Regions from separate parts of the Arachis hypogaea genome. Here region 1 is linked to region 2. Evidence: chromatin contacts called from public Hi-C data. All regions are on one chromosome and are shown on one strand. The core of a region is the stretch at or near the end of the contact, and the rest is flanking DNA. Distances in the headings are between cores, read along the strand shown.

Evidence for each region. A called contact is a pair of places that touch in the nucleus more often than the background predicts.
Region 1: a contact with region 2 is called in a Hi-C map of leaf, with 2.4 times the contacts expected there. The contact joins the promoter of LOC112775788 here to the promoter of LOC112775796 in region 2. A contact is called at or near these places in 2 of 8 Hi-C or Micro-C datasets (leaf and an unstated tissue).

What each region holds. Positions count from the first base shown.
Region 1 is chr19:108,564,247-108,567,576 of arahy.Tifrunner.gnm2.J5K5, forward strand. LOC112775788 (notchless protein homolog) reads right to left here and starts at 1,835. Exons shown (of 16, transcript XM_072227162.1): 1 at 1,731-1,835; 2 at 1,381-1,559.
Region 2 is chr19:108,237,271-108,240,605 of arahy.Tifrunner.gnm2.J5K5, forward strand. LOC112775796 (eukaryotic translation initiation factor 6-2) reads right to left here and starts at 1,267. Exons shown (of 8, transcript XM_025819647.2): 1 at 699-1,267.

The DNA.
Region 1 (3,330 bases), core at 585-3,084, 330 kb after region 2:
GGAGTTCTCACAGGAATGGAGGTCTTCACAAGTCACAACATACTCTTAACTCCAAAAATCCTCTTCCTTAAAAAATATCTTCATTTTTTCATATGCATAACGCAAACAATAACGTTCAGCAGGACCAAACACATGAAGCTAAGCATGTGTGGTGGTGCCATAATCGCTGAGTTTATCTCCCGTAACCGTTCTCGTTAGTTTACTGTCTCTGAAATCTAGTCCAACACATTGACTTTACTTCAATTTTGCTCATCGTCATCTCCAAAATACACCCACTCTCAACAAATCTTCTTTGCTCTTCTCATCTTTTTCCTTTCTTTCCTTCCTTTGTTGGTTGGAGTTTTTGAAAATGGTGTTTTATCAAACAATTAGAACTTGTTTGAAATATTTGGAATTAGAATTCACTCAAGAATTGAATTCTTTTTCTTGTTTTGGAACAATTAAAAATAAATGGTTTACATTCCTTTGAGAAATTCAATTCTTATTTTTTCTTCATTTGTAAATCAGACCAAAAGGGGTCTGATTTCTAAATTAACTCTCACACTCTTCAAACTTAAAGTCTATTCTATTAATATATTATAATCATTTGAAATCATGAAATTGAGTTTCAAATAGAAATGAATTCTTTTCTTAAAGGAAATAGAATTATTTTCTCATGTTAAATGGTTTCCAAACAAGCTTTTAGGTAGCGTTTGTTTTGAGGTACTGGGACGGAGACCGAGAGACTGAAACTCAGCATCTTGTTTGTTGGCCCAGAGACTGATACTAAAATTTCTGTCTCTCTCCCCAAAATTTTAATATTTTAGTACTTTCAAAAAGTGAGGACACAGGTGACTGAAATTTTTAAGGACGGAGACTGAAACATAAAATTTTATACCTAAAATATCCCCATTTCAATTAATTAATTCTAACTTCATTCTTTGTGCAAATTAAATTAGAACTTCATTTTTATTTCAATCTCTCTCTCTCTCTCACTTTACACAAAACACAATATTGGGACTTAGTTCAGTCTCTGTTTCTCAGTCTCTATCTCTCTTTCAAACGCTACCTTAGGAAACAAGATCCGGACAACGACAAGCCCCCTGTAAAGAGACAGGGGAAGAAGTTTTACAAAGGAATTAGACAACATTCATGGGAAAAATGGGCGGTGAAGATTTACGATCCCAAACAAAATATTTGTCTTTGGTTCGAAACCTTCGACACCACAGAGGAAGCTAGGGTCTACAACATAAATGCTACCGGTTTGAGGGGAATAAGAGTGCATATCTGAAAATTAGGGTTAATGGCAAGATTAAATTGAATTGGAAAATAAAATTTTCAATTAGACTTTATTTTTAACTAATTAAAAAAGACAGTTTAATAATTAGGTTTAGATGTTACCATATCAAAAGACAATAGCCACTTAGTATCGTTCTCATCCGAGAATTATTCCGGCAAGTTTACAAACACATACGAGCGTCCTATTTTTGCTGGCACTTGTAAAACCACGGCAACGAGCACTAAGATGGTCAGGTTCCCAGATATCCCAGTAATCCATTTCTTGTGTCCCTGCATTTATACTGATTAAAAGCATTAATCAATACTTAATTCATTCTTTTTTTTTCTCTTTGCATTAATAAACTTAGAATCACTAATGAAGAGATAGAATAGTAGAATGTAATTCAATACTTTTATAAATTAAAAGCATAATGATACTTCAACAACAAATAATGCAAAGAAAAATGACTGACAAATAATAAAGAGTCGAGGGAATAACATGCAGCCACACAAGCTCAAGAGATAGAAATCTATTGATATTCTAAAAAAAAAATTGAGTGACAAATAATAAAGAGCTTAGGGAATAATATGCAGCCCCACAAACCCAAGAAATAAAAATCTGTTAGATATTCTAAAAACTTGCGACAAACACATTATATTGTTGCCTAATAGAAATCTATGTATTTCTTTGACTTTTCTGTTTCTTTTAGTAATGATAGGATGACTAAGGATTCATTTTTAGTTTACTTATTTAGTATCAGACACATCGCCTGATTATCTTGACTCTCACACTTCATCTTACTGTGATTATTCGTGAGTAAATACACAAGGAATGATTTATGAAATATTTCTTATTTAATTTTTCTTCTTTTACCCGCAAATGACATTGGATGGGATGAAGGAATGACATGGATCACAAAACTCAACTCCCTAACATATTTTAACTCCCGTTAGACTTTCAAAGAACCTGTCCTTGACAACCTAGATCAAAAGGATGAAAACTGAACGAAACCACCACACAAATTACCTTAGTGTTAAATCTTTCAATCTTCTTCATGCATCAAGCAAAGTAAATCACTCACTTTACTTAATCACACAATAAAAACATGCTAAAAGCAATGAAAAATTTATTCATCAAAAGTTATGTAAATGGTCCACCAAAGGTGTTTAAATAGGCCCCTAAAAAACTAAAAAAGATAAGATAAGATTTTGAAATTTAAATCAGATTTGATCTTTAATGGATTAGATCAGATTTGATTTAAATTTTAAATTTAAAAAAAAATACTACTAAACAAATCAAATCTAAACAAATCTTCTAACAAACTCTAACTGCAAAACAAATTAAAACAAAGGCCTAAATTTTCAAAATTTAATGATAAATTATGCTTTTCACTGAATTTGAAAAGCATTATTGGGTTTTTTGCTGTTCTGACTAACGTTAATTTTACCTATTTTTTAAAAAAAATAAATTATTTTTACAAAAATACCCTTTAATAAAAATTTTATTTATTTGTGATTAAATTTTATTTTTCAAAATACCCTTTAACACTATTGATTAAATTGTATTTATACTAAAATATTTTTAAAAAAATTTAGAAAAATCTTTTAAAAAAAGCCATGTATAAAAGGAGAAGCATGAACAACCTTTAGAAGTCACCGTGATCCTCCAAAGACAACCTTCAGAAGCAAAATGATTGTCATTTGTGTTTTTGAAAAAAATAATTTGATCATTAAAAAAAATAATATCTTATAAAAATATAATTTAATCATTAAATTTTTTTAAAAAAAAATTTTAATAAAAATACAATTTAATCAATAAAAAAATTATTAAATTTTTTTTTGATAAATATAATTTAATCACAAAAAAATAAAATTTTACTAAAAGATATTTTTATAAAAATAATTTTTTTAAAAAATAAATAAAATTAACGTTAGTATAACGCAAGAAATTTAAAATAAATTAAAAAAATTTACAAATAGAGAGGAGAGATATATAATTTCTCATTCTTAAAATATCGAAAATATCAGGCCAACTTCCTGTTTACCATCCTTAGTAAACCCCAACGTCTAAAG
Region 2 (3,335 bases), core at 17-2,516:
TTAAACATAATTGATAAATAAAAATATCTTTTTGTATGAGATACTCAAACATAAAATTATTTTTATTTTTCTATAAGACCTTTAAAAAAAGATAACTCGAAAAAAAAAAAATCTTTTTTTTTAAAAGCTTACCCAAATAAATTCTAAACCAAGGTTGCAAAAGTCGACCCAGTCAATAATCAAATAGAATGATTGGTTCAATAATTTAATGAATTCAACCAAAATTCAACCAAAATTCAGCCGACTTAATTAAATATAAGATAAAATTATTAAAAATTTAATATATAATTTATAACTAAAAGAAAATAAAAACATACGTAAATGACAGCACATAATATTTTACCACAAAAAAACATTAACAAATAAATTTTCATCTAAACGAAGACACTTATCATAATATCATCATCATAAATCATAATCACCAGTAAAGGTTCCAATATTATTTCAGAAACAGCAACAAATCATAATCATCACAAAATTTAACAAAACAGCAACAACATTATTCCAGAAAATCAGCGACAAACACTATTCCAAAAAATCAGCAACAACATAATGACAAAATTATTTTAGAAAATTTAACAAAAAAAAACCCATAACCATCATCCATCAAAATTTAACAAAATAAGCAAAAATGAACAAATACAGAAAAATCAGCAACTCAGAACAGTAAAATTAACAAAATCAGCAGCTTTGCTTACGGCGTCGAGGAAGGAAGGAAAGTAACGGCGATGGAGAAGGAAAGTGAGCTCGGACAGAGAGAAGGGGGCTCGAAGACAGAGGCTTGACGAGAGAGAGAGAGAGGGGGGGAGAGGGCTCGACGACGAGGACGGAGACACGAGTTCAGGGCGGCCGACGACAACGAGGACAGAGGCGGGTTTGACGACGAGGACAGAGATTTCGACGCCAACAGCAGCTCAGAGCAGACCTTCTGGCGACGCGAGGAGAAGAGGATCGGCAACAGCGGGACTGGGGCGCTGGCTGCTCCTGCTGCTAGGGTTCCGTTTGAGAGAGAAGAGAAAAGAGGGGGCGGGGTTTATGATTAGTGATGATATTTTTTAGAACTATGATTTAAACACAGCTTCCACGGTAGCGGCTTTCTGATTAGTCATGATATTTTTATTTTTCCTTGTCATGCACGCATTAGTATAGTTGGTGTAGGCCCCAAAATCCATTGTCAAGCAGTGCTAGCTCATAGTAGTGGTGGCAAAGCTAGTAACCCGTCTCGCTCTATCAAGGCCGTTGGGCTCAAAAGTCAGAATACTAGTCTATTTTATTGTATGGTGACTCGGTAGACTTAGTCTGCTTAATTTTTTTCAAAAAAATTAATAAAATTAATTAAAAAATAATAATAAAAAATTTAAATAAAAATAATTAAGTTATAATATAATTTTTTATTATTTTTTAATTTTTAACTTTAATAAAATTATTTAAAATAATATCTTTTAATAAAAATATTTTTATTTTAAAAAATAAGTCACATAATTTATATATATATATATATGAAAATATAAGATAAAATAAATAAAATTAATAATTAAAAAATATGTTTAAAAATTATATAATTAATAATTTTTGTAGTACGTACTAATCACTCTTTTATTTTATAAAAAAACTAAAATAAAATTATCTTTCATTCAATGGGCCTGCTCCGCCCTGCCAAAACTCGCGAATGGCGGTGCAGGTTTGACAGATTTTTTATTTGGCGAATTTTATATTCTAACCTGATTTGCCTTTTTAGTGGGTTGGCTCGGCGAGTTTGACTCATTTTGCCGCCCCTCTTTACTCCTTATCTTTTTTTAATTTAGACAACTTACACCTTAACGATTGAAAAATGATAATTCGCTCTCCTATTCTCCTTTTTTGCTATACACATAAGCCTTTCTATCAAAATCTCCAAAATAAAAAAAGGTGTAAAATGCTTACATGTGACGTTAACTTGTATGACCTAGTATTCACCTGTTCTATATGGATGATAACATTGAATTGAGACTCTTTATCTACCATAATCAAAATGATATTGCAGAGATTTCAATCAAATTATTATCATTTATGTAAGACTGATGAAAGCCAAATTATACAAATTATGTCACACATAAATATTTTTTGTCATCCTTTGCAACACAAAAGAGCTCATGCATCTAATAAAAAAAGATAGAACCGAAAAAATATTTTACTCTACACTATATTATAAAAGTTAACAAACAAAAAAATAATTCATCAACTCATTTCCCCTTTAGACTAGCTACTAACCCCCTTTCACCTAGGAAATAAAAAAAATTATTATTACAAAAGTAAATTTAGTTTAAATCATATTAAATTAAGAAACAAAATAAAAAAAACATGTACAATAAAGATTTACATCTATAGATTACGGGTTAGAAAGTAAATATTAAAAATTATGAAATCAAAGAGATGTGATGAGTAAGAAGGATATTGAGAGAAAAGAAATATTGGGAGAGTTGAGATTCCAAAAGTGAGAATCACAGGTTTGGTTTTGAAGGAGAATAGAGATGAAGACTAAAGCTTGCAAATTGATAGACATGCATGGACTCGATCATGTGGCCACATTTTGCATAAAACACAAACCTCAGCTATAGCTTTCACAGTACCAGGAAGATACATACATAGATATCCACGACACAGGAGCAGTAGCGACAGAGAGGGTGCGAGCTAGCGACGGAGAGGCGCAACGGCGGGATGCGAGCCTGCGAGGATGTGTGCGAGATTGTGATAGAGCCACGAAGGGGAGAGGTGCGACGGCGAGGCGCGACGACGCTGGGCGTTATGGGTTAGTGTGTGTGACGGAAAGAGCAAAGGCAGTGACTTCGTGGATGTAAGGGGTGAAGGCTGATGTGATAATGTGAATTGTGTAATGGATATGAGTAGGGATTATTTTTGCGTCGATCGGGTTACGGGACTGGATAGTTTTTTAATTTTGTTGAGGCCTGAAAAAATCGGGACAATCATTGTAAAACCCGGTCAAAACTATAGTTAAATAAGTAATTAATTAAATATGAGTAATAAGGGTTGGAAAATTTAACAATCATAATTTGAAGATTTAACGATGATATTTGGATTCAGAAGATTTTTTCAAGTAGAAAAACATAGTTTTTTTGCGTAAAAAACGCAGTGAAAATTTGACTGGCAGTACCAGCTTGGATCTGTCTGGTACGATGACTGAGAAAATTAATTATGAGTAGAGAAGGTTAAAGAGTTGAAATTCATAATTGAGAAGGTAAAAATGTTTAAAACGTAAATTAAAACGCTAATTTTAAAGGTTTTTACCCAAAGTTGAGCCCAAGCCCAACATATATATACTCTTACTAATGGCCATT